2 separate regions of the Mus musculus genome follow, and region 2 is linked to region 1. The links are chromatin contacts, called in public promoter capture Hi-C maps. All regions are on one chromosome and are shown on one strand. Each heading gives the region's core, a stretch centred on a gene start, on an enhancer-like site or on the middle of the called end of the contact. The rest is flanking DNA. Distances are from core to core; before and after follow the strand shown.

Evidence for each region. Promoter capture Hi-C pulls out the DNA fragments that hold promoters and counts their contacts.
Region 2: a promoter capture Hi-C map of liver shows a contact between it and region 1, with 3 times the contacts expected there. The contact joins the promoter of I730030J21Rik here to the promoter of Hdac7 in region 1.

What each region holds. Positions count from the first base shown.
Region 1 is chr15:97,830,008-97,835,267 of GRCm38.p6, forward strand. Hdac7 (histone deacetylase 7) reads right to left here and starts at 1,488. Exons shown (of 25, transcript NM_001378971.1): 1 at 1,352-1,488. The coding sequence starts at 1,370. It overlaps Gm33636 (a long non-coding RNA gene), which reads left to right and starts at 679. Exons shown (of 4, transcript XR_001781759.2): 1 at 679-1,298.
Region 2 is chr15:100,729,775-100,734,742 of GRCm38.p6, forward strand. It overlaps I730030J21Rik (RIKEN cDNA I730030J21 gene), which reads right to left and starts at 2,963. Exons shown (of 3, transcript NR_045782.1): 1 at 2,766-2,963; 2 at 2,590-2,664; 3 at 731-1,110.

The DNA.
Region 1 (5,260 bases), core at 238-2,737:
ACTTAGTTACTGAGGGGAGACGTGAGGCTGCAGAGAGCAAGGAGGTTAAGAGTGAAGGATGATTTGCGGCGGATGGAGAAGAGGCTCGGAAGGTTGGCACAGAGGGGAGGCACGACCGCAGCCCATGGGGGTCCTCTTGGGAAGAAATGGGTCACCTAAGTACAAGTTAGAGGATAGAAACCAACCAAAGTGACAGTCTGCAATGGAATTTGAGCAAATCTAGGTAAAAGTCTGGAGGACTAGCTCCTGATTCCAGATGTTGCACTCCCTCCAGGGCCACCGAGGGCCAATGTCCTATTATCACCCTGAAACTTTGGCAGGCAGAACTGGGCCTCAAGCAGATGCTGCGTTGGGATGTGGGAAGGGATACTTAGCAGCAAGCCAACCCCGCCAGATGATGCAGGATGCTTTGGGGGAGTGCTGGACAGCCAGCAAGGATAGTTCAGGGAACCAATGGTCAGCCCTAAGTCGGCCCCAAACCGGCAGCCAGTGAGAAATAAGTGGGACTCATTAAGCGACCTGCATGCAGGACTTAGGTTTTTCTTCCAACTCAATTGGCGGAGAAATCGCAGTGGCGAAAAGACAGTTCAGTTGCCAGATTTGCCCGGGTTCTCATACTTCTCAGTACTATCAGACTGGGGGTGGGTGGGGGTGGGGGGGCTAGATCCAGCTCCCCACCTCCCTACCTCTCTCAGTACTCAGCCTGCGGCCCCCACTTCCCCACGCCTTTAACTGTCCTCACTGCTAGGCTGAACACAGTGTCTGTCTCTCTATGATGGGTGATCAAGGATAAGGGGTGATGCTCAGAGAAATCTCCCAGCCCAGTACCCCTCCAGGGGACGTTTCCCTCAGCTACAGGATCTGAGTAGGGCCCTGCCCAGTTCTACAAGACAGGGGCGCTGATGTCCAGCCCTGCAAGTTCTGCGCCAGTTCAGTGGGTCCTAGCCTTTGCCCTCCCGCTTCCAAACCTTTGGTCCCGGAGCACCGCCCCCTCCCGGGCCTCGGCGGCCGGCCGTGCCTCCCGGATCCCGGGGAGGAGGGTGACGGGACGCCCGGCCCTTGCACAGGCGGCCCCGGGCCTCCCACTGCCTCCCCGGGGCCTGTCGCTGCCCGGGAGCGGGCGGATGTGGGCGCCCCGCAGGAGGCCGGAGCCCTTCGGCCCCGGAACCAGCCGGGGCAGCGAGCGGGCCAGAGCCCGGGCGAGCGGGCGCGGTCCAGGGCGCGCGGAGGACCCGGCCAGCCGGACCGGCCGGAGACCCAGCCGCAGCCGGAGCGGGAGCCGGGGCGAGCAGCGCAGGGTGCCGCGCGCAGGGCGGGGCGGACGGGGAGGGGGTGGCCGCCCGGTACTCACCCGCGCCGGGGCTGTGCATCCAGGGGCCGGGGCCCTCAGAGCCGGGGGCTCATGGCGGGCGGGGGGCCGGGGCGCCGGCCTCACATCCCCCCGGTCGCCGGAGGCTGCAGAGCGACTGTGAGACGGCGAGAGGAAGGGAGGGGGCCGGGAGGGGGAGGGCCCTGGCAGCCTGGCCGGCCGGGTAGGATGACAATGGAAGGAAATGCTTTATCTGAGTCTGAGAGCGGGCCAAGGGGGAGGGGAGGGAGGGGGCCGGCGCTGGCGGCCCTGGGACACACCACCCGGGCTTCGCTCAGCAGCACACAGCCTGGCGGCAGACACCGATCGCGGCGGGGCGCGGCTCACCGCCCGGGAGGCAGCGCCGAACCCGGAACGCGGGACGCGGCCGGACCCGCGCGCGGCCGCGGAAGCCCCAGCCGCCGCGCGGCGCTGCGCCCCGCGCACAATTCCCGGAAACCCAGATACCTGAGTGCACGCACCCGTGCATACACAGCGTACACGGGCGTGCATCCATGTTTACACAAGCCAGGGTGCTTTACGCTTCGGGGAAGGACTCCTGTGCACACATCTACACACTTAAGTCAACGAGGGCAGCGCTACACACAGGGAGAGCAGGGCACGCTTGGAGTCTCGAGCAAGGAATCCCAGACGGACACCCCTGCCCCATCCTAACACACACACACCACACACACACACACACACACACACACACACACACACACGACTCTCCTCAGGAACACTTCAGGATCTGATTTGAACCACTGCCAGTCCAACCCCAGTGGCACCCCCCGCCCCCACTGTCTGCTGAGGGGAGCAGAAGGGTCCAGTCTGTTCCTATTAAAAGAAAAAAAAAAGGGGATGGGGGGTGGTGCAGTTTTCGAAACTTAAAAAAAATTTTTCTCAAGGGATTTCCTTCCATCCTCTCCTCTTCCTCTTCCATTCCTCTCCCTCCACAATGACCCTCCTTTGCCCCCCCACTCCTGGACCCTATGAGTCAAACTTCAGCAATGTGCCCAGTGTCCCCCAGTGCATTACAGCGGATCACAGAAATGTTCCAGTCTGTGAGTCGGAATGCAGCCGCCTCCAGCCCTCCCTCAGCTAATAAACTCAGCTGAGGACTGGCTTTGCACTGAAGCCCTCCCTGCCTCTCCCCCATCTTAGACGGGAGGAGGTCAGATTCAAGGGTCAGGGGCCGAGGACCTTCCCACTGAGTTTCCTGGCTTGGCCTGTCAGTCCTGTTGCCTCCAGCAATTTGGCAGGTCAGAAAACTGGGAAGGGAGAGCGGTCATTCACCAGGAACACTATGCTCCCCTGCCCTTGAGGTGCCCGCCACTGAAAGGCAGCTTCCTTCTGGTCCCAATCTACTCTCTGAGTCCTCGGAACTCCAAGAACCTTTAGAAGGGGAAAATGAGGCAGACCTAGAGATGTGATATCTTGGAAGCCAGAGTCTTGAGTGGCCTAGAGGGACGTTGGCCATGTTGCTAGGTCACACACAGGTCTAGACTCATGTGCCCTTGTTCAGCTGCTAAGTGTAACTCCTCTGTACCTGTTAATGGGTACTACAACCTTGCCCTAGCATCCATGGCCTCTTGCAATGTGGCACCACACACATCCCTGCCCAGTGTCTCCTGGTACTTTGCTCAGAGGTAGTTACCGTTATTACTACCACAGCCAGCCCTGTCAGCTAGCTGTTCATGTCCCCATACTTACCCACTTCCTTGCCTTGGCCTAAGACACTCCCTACAGAGTAAATGCCGCTCTACCTTTCTCCCTTCTGTTGTTGAAATCCCTTCATCTCCTCTGAAATGTTTCACGATTTCTGTAGCCTCAGCCGGAAGGATTTTCTTTCCCTTGAAGGACTCCACCCCAGCACTGATTTTCTCCCAGCCGCACTGACCCTCAGCTGTCTAGTCTATGAGTCTGAATCTCTTCTTTATCACAAGTGTTCAAGGTACCTAGCTTGGAAGCACTGCCTCAGCGTGGCTTCCGAGTTCTTCATTGACTCATGAATATTCATGACCTTCCAAGATCTCCCTCCAGCTAGACATCTCTAATAGACCCTCTGTCGGAAGTTGTCCATTCTGGCTCTGCTAGACACTTCCTCATCCACTGAGCTGTCTTTCCAAACCAGAGCACTCTACTTCCAACGACTTCCGTGAGGGTTACAGACTTCAGGGGAAAAAAGAAACCTGTGTACAGAGGACCCCCAATCTCTCTTGTTATCTCTCTCCTCCTGTAACCGTACATTGCCCCCACATCTTCCTTTCCTAAAGCTGTTTCTGTGCTGAATTTCTTGTTCGTTAATTTCTACTGGCGCAGCATCCGTGCATCTGCTCCTGAAGCTACCTCTTCTCTTCAGTCTAACCACTGACTTCTGAGTGATTGGGATAAAGATGTGTGGCCACCCATCTATGCTCACCACCCGTCTATGCTCACAATGGTCACCTGTGGCTTTCGGTTCACATCAGGACTCACTGCCTGCAAAATGTAGGCAGAGAGGAGACCAGCACTTGCGGTATGTTTCTGGGGTGCTGAGCCAGATGTTTCTGGGATGCTGCCAGAGTTACCTATGACTCCAATATCCCCTGCCTCACAATGGATTCCCAAGCCAATGCTAAGTTCCATGTTCCCTGGTGGCACATGTTAGCCTCCTGGGACCTCTAGAGATAGATATACGACAGAAAAATCCAAGCTACCTCCTTGCTATGATGGCTACCACGGGCAATTTCTCAAGAGCCCTTGCATCCAGACTTCTCACAGCCTGCTCAGCTGAATACCAGGTATAAGAGACAGGCAGACAGGCAGACAGGCAGACAGGCAGACAGGCAGACAGGCAGACAGGCAGAGGTAGAGGCAGAGGCAGGTGGGACTCCATGAGTTCATTATTAGCCTGGTCTACAGAGCTAGTTCCAGGACAGCCAGGGCTACATAGAGAAACTCTGTCAGGGGGGGGGGGGGGTGTATTCGTGGAGGGACTGGTCCTGTAGGATCTGCCATGAGTTGTTCAAAGCTCTCCCTGGGGGTCACTGGACAACAAAAAGCCTGCATACCCCTTTCTGTTTTCTGTCCACTTAAGGCCTCCACATCCTTTTCTTTCCCCTTTCTTCTCTTCTTGCCTTGGTGGGCTACCTTTTACCAAGTGTTTACAAAGAGTCCCACTCTGGCCTTTGGGCAAGTATCAGGTCATTAATTCTTCTTCTATGTTTTGAAGATTTGTTTAGTTTTATATTATGCATACGAGTATTTGGTCTGCAAGCACGTATGCATATATGGTGGTCAAAGAGGACAGTAGAGGTTGTCTGCCCGCCTGGAACCAGGAAGGTTTGTCAGATCCACTGGAACTGTAGTTAATCTACCCATGGTTGTGAGCTTTTATGTGGATATTAGTTACTGAACCCCGGTTCTCTGCAAGAGCAACAAGTGTTCTTAGCCACTGAGCCATCTCTCCAGCTGCTACACACACACACACACACACACACACACACACACACCTGCCATCTCTTAGTCTTAATTATCCTTGTTATGCTCATAAATCGAGTATGGCCCATAAAGGTGAAGAAACCCGACCAAAGTTGCTCAACAACTTAGAAGCCATCTGCTCATTCAACAAATGCTGTTGGGAGCCCACTTAAGACCGAGACTCAAAGTTGCAGAGAAGTAACCTGAGTGTCAAGGCACTAGCAACCAAACCTGTGCGAGCCTTCTACAGGTGCTGACTGCAGCTACCCCAACCTGCACTTACTCTCCCACATGCCTCACAAAGCCAGCCAGGGTGTGCTCACTCCCCAGCCCCACACCCACCCACCCAGTCCGCAGGCAGCAGCATTGCATGGAATTAGGTTGAATCCAGGATCAAGTCCTAACTGCTTTTTGACTTTCAGATTAACAGGGTAGGTTAAGTCTTCAACT
Region 2 (4,968 bases), core at 1,713-4,212, 2.9 Mb after region 1:
CTAACTGCCAACTGGCAAGTGCCCGGCCTCACCCAGCCAAATCCCAGCCTCAGTACCTAACTCCTGCTATCCAAGGGTAGGGTCAGTGGGAGGTTGCCGAGTGAGGTTCAGAAATGCGGTCCGGACACGCAGAACACCTTCGAGGTGGTTAGAAATGCAGATTTAGGTTTGGCACAATCCTAAAACCTAGCTCCGGAAGGCGGAGGCAGGGAGATCTTGAGTTCCAGGCCAACCTGAGCTACATAGGAGATCGCGTCTCAATAAATACAAATAAATATATAAATAACAAAAATTACTTAAACTCGCGTCTGATTCTGAGTCGTCCTGCCACCTAGACAGTGGCTGCTCATGGGTTCTGAGCCTACCATCCTGACGTAATTTTCTTATCCTAGTTCTGAATTCCTGGTGATTTGGAAACTTTCTTTTCGTGTGGTTTTAAAGAAGGGTTTTATTTACTCATTTATATGCATGTGGCCCTCCTAGCACACAGCCAGAGGTGTAATCCCTCAGAGCTGGTTAGAGGCAGATGCCTGGCTTTACAGGGGTGATGGGACCTGAACCCCGAGCTATACAGCAGTGAGCAGCAATTGCTCTTCACCAACAAACCATCTCTCCAGCCCTCATGTGTGTTTTCTGAGAAAGAGTCTCAAGTGGACAAAGGTAGTCTTGAACTCCCTACATAATATAGTTGAGTTTTGGCTTTTTTAAAAAAAAAAAAAACTACTTTATTAGGTTCTTATACGTCTACCTCCCGACTTTTATTACAAACCCCAACAGTAGGTTGGAGAGAAAGAAGTTAGAGGAGAAAGGGGGTGTATATAGACTACTTCTTGATGATTAGGGGTTCTGGTTCTCTGGGGCAAGATAGATAGGTATAGACACACACACAACACACACACACACACTCATTCCCACAACATAACTGGGTTTTAAAAGAAACCAAAATTCTCCATAGACTCGAGGATGGCCTTGTGCTCCTGATCCTCTGGCCTCGGCGTCTGCAGCTCTGAGATTACAGAAGTGATGTACCATGATCCCCAAGTTCGGATGCTTTCTGGTAGACATTGATCCCAGCATTTCGGAAGCAGGAGGATGCAGGAGGATCTGTGGCTGCAGACAACACAGTGAAAGGAAGCTTGAGATGAATATCGATACTCTGCCTCCAAAAAACAAACAAACACCACGGGGGGGGGGGGGGGAAATGGAATGGATCTTTCTGTTTTGGTTGATGTTAAAATGGCTTTGCAGTTTTGAGTCTCTAAGGCTCAGGGGCCAGGACCCAGCACCCCTGTCGTTGAATTGAGCGCTCAGAGGGGACCAGAGGCATTCTGGGAAGGCCAGGAGATCACAGCGGGGAAGTTTACTGAGCTTGCTTACTTAGGTGAAGGGTGACACTTTACCAGGCTTTGGGATCACCAACATTTCCTGCTGCAGATAATGGGCCGCCGCTGTCTTTGCTTCTCGTCCCTTGGGTGTGAGACTCGGTGGTTTGGCCTTTGCTCCCACCTCCCTTTCACTTAGCTCTTCGACCTTCAGCACTGTGTGATCTTAGTCAGGTCCCAACTTGACCTGAGGGACCTCAGACTGCTCCAGGGTAGGCTCATGACCTCTTACTCTGCCTTGGAGCGTGAAAGAGACTGTTTGGCTTTTCGAGGAGTGCCAGCCGATGTGTGTACCTCAAATTCTGAAGCTGTTATTAATGAGTTCACTTTGGGAATAAGAAGTTGATTAGCGTTCATTAGTTATGGGAAACAAAGGTTTCATTATGACACTTCGTAGATGTATATATAATGCACTTTGATCATTTTCAATCTGTTTCTTTTAGTGATTTGTGTGTGTGTGTTGTACATGCAGGTCAGAGGTCATCTATCTATCTATCTATCTATCTATCTATCTATCTATCTATCTATCTATCTGATTCAGAATCTCTCTAAGTAACCCTAGCTGTCTGAGAATTCATTATGTAAATCAGGCTGGCTTCAAACTCAGAGATCCACCTGCCTCTACCTCTCTAGTGTGGGGATTAAAGGTGTGAGCCACCCCCCCTTTCATTTTTGCATTTCAAGAAAAGGCCTCCTGTAGCTAGCCAAGCTGGTCTCAATCCTCGTGAGTCAGCCTCTCAAGTGCTGGGATTAGACAAATGAACCACCATGCCTGACTATGATTTTAAAGGTGACTTAAGTCTTCATAATGACTAGCTGTCTAATTTGGAGGTGCCTGCTGTAGACTTATCCCTAAAACACTGCGTTCTCTCCTAGCAGGGGTTGGGGAGGGCTCCCTTCCCCACTGCATGGGAAGGTTCTGATGCACCACAGGGCAGAAGGGGACACCCTGACCTCCGCTGGTGGCAGCCCACTTAAAATTTGGCTTTCATTAATTGAACACGGTGACACACACCTCCAATCCAAGCAGCTGAGAGAGGGAGACAGGAGGATCAGGGTTCAAGGTCACTGTTGGCTAAATAAGTTTGAGACCATTGTGGGCTGCATGAGACCCTAACTCAAAAAGGGGGGAGGGGCATCGATGTGTCTCAGCAGGTGAAAGCACTTGTGCAACCTCTGATCCCTGAGTTTAGTCCCCAGAACTTACATGGTAAGAGAATCGATTCCCAAAAGTTGTCCTTGTTCTCCACACAAGCACCCACACTCACTCACACCCACGGTACTAATAAAGAAAAGAAAAGAACATGATTTCTGTTAAATGACAAGTTTATATGTGTACTAAATAAAGGGAAAATCGGGCACCAGGACAAGATGCCTCCCAACCTGCTGTCCGGCTCCTGAAGAAGTCATCCACACATGCTCACAACCATCCTTAGGCACTTCTGAGGTGGCAGGCTCAGATTCTCTCAGCTGCAAGGACTTGAGATGGGCCTTCCTAGAAGCTTTGTAAATTTCATTATCTTCCCGCACAGGCTGCTGTTTGTTGCTCTACCATTTAGGTTCTGGTTTGGAGTGCTCTGCACTTCCGTCTCCTTTTTTCTTTTTTTCAAGGGGCTTCCCCACCATAGCGCAGGAAGTTCAGTGAGGAGCAGATCTGCTGAAGCAGAGAGACAAGGCAGCTTTGTGAGCTGGTGACGTCAGTTCTGCCCCTTATGGCTCCCTTCCTCCCACTCTCAGGCCCTGGAGAGAGACAGCGGCTTCTGAGTGTGGCAGACTCAGGGGAGGGGAGTCTTGCCCTTCACAGAGAGGGCTAGCCTCTTATCCAGAAACACTTGTGGGGGCCAGGCGAGGTGCCTCTGTGGGGAAAAGTACAATCCCAATGAGCTGAGTTTGATCCCCAGATACCACACCAGCATAGGCCAGAAATCACAGAAGTGTGATGATGTAGGTTAGAAGTGCGGACTGGGTTAAGGGCACTGACTGTTCTTCCAGAGGAACGGAGTTCAAATCCCAGCACCCACATGGCAGCTTACAACTGTCTGTAACTCCAAGATCTGACGTGCCCACATAGATGTACATGCAGGCAGAATGCCAGTGCACATAAAATAAAGGGTAAATAAACTTTTAAAAAAGTCAGGAGGTTAAAGGTCGTCTTGACTGCAAAGTAAGTTTGAGGCCAGCCTAACAAAACCAAAAATCTGAAGCCAGTGGCGTATACTGTAATCCCAGTGTCTGGGAGTTGGAAGCAAGAGAGATCCGGAGTCCTTGGCTACATCCAGGCCAGACTCAGGAACATGAGACCCTATCTCCAAACCAAACCAGAACCCAACTCTAAAACAACAGCCAAAACCCAAAACAAAGTGCGGTTTGTTTATTTTTTTAATGCTTTTAGTCTCTGGTAAATAATAAACAACACTACCTTCTAATCCTACAGTGTTGTTGGTGGCTTTCTCCTTCCTTCCTTCCTTCCTTCCTTCCTTCCTTCCTTCCTTCCTTCCTCTTCCTTCCTTCCTTCCTTTAAAGATTGTTTTGTTATGGTTGTTGGTGCTTTGAAATAGGGTTTTTATTTATATACAACTCAAGCTGGCCTAGAGCTGCTCTGTGGTGTCCACCAGAGATGACTGCGCACACACAGTTTAAACCGATACGAAGTCTATTAGCCGGCCCCGGCCAGCAGGACACTGGGTGTTATAACGAGATCCCTGTGTAGCCAAGTCTTTTCTCTTTAAGGATAAAAACCACATTCTGTTGACACATTTCAGTTAGCAAGAACAGTTAGCTAGAAGCAGAACTACAGAAGCCAAAGCAAGGTTAGTACGCTCTGAGACTTTCCCAGAGCCGTGGACTTAGGTGGATTAGGTCTGTTTTAGTTGCAGGTGGTGCTGTCTACGGGCTGAGTTTCACACTCTGGATGGTGCTTCCATCACGGGGTCAACTGTGCTAAGATCTGTGGCCCTGTCACAGGGTTACATCCTCCTGCCTCAAACAGTGGGGTACCACCGTATCTGGCCTCTAAATACTGTTGAAGTCTGCTGTGCTGGCCTCTGTGTGAGCACAGGTACACGGAGATACAAAGACAGGCAAGCCTTCGCTCTTTTCTAGATCCCAGTGGTCAGACTGGGGAGCCTGACGGTTATAAGAGGATTTAAGCCTGGGTAGAGGTCAGTACTAGAGTATAGCAAATGAGATATTTGTCTTATGTGGAAAATTTAGGGGGCAAAGTACCCAATAATCAAGAGAAATGTGTATTTATATATGTGAGAGACAAGGTTTTGTGCAGTTCAGGTTGGCCTGGAATTCATTATTTAGACAAAGATGTTGTTGAACTTGTGATTCTCCTGCCTTTTGCTTCCAGGTGATAAGATTGCAGGCACACACTACCATGCCCTGCCGAGAAATGATGTTTTAACTCAACATGTTAAAAATATGAGCTGGCAGTGATAGTGTACACACTTAACCCCAGCACGTGAGATGCAGAGGCAGGCAGATCTCTGAGATCTCTGAGTTTGAGGAGTTCCAGACAGCCAGGGCTGTTACACAGAGAAACTCTGTGTTGAAAATAAACAAAACAGGGCTGGTGAGATGG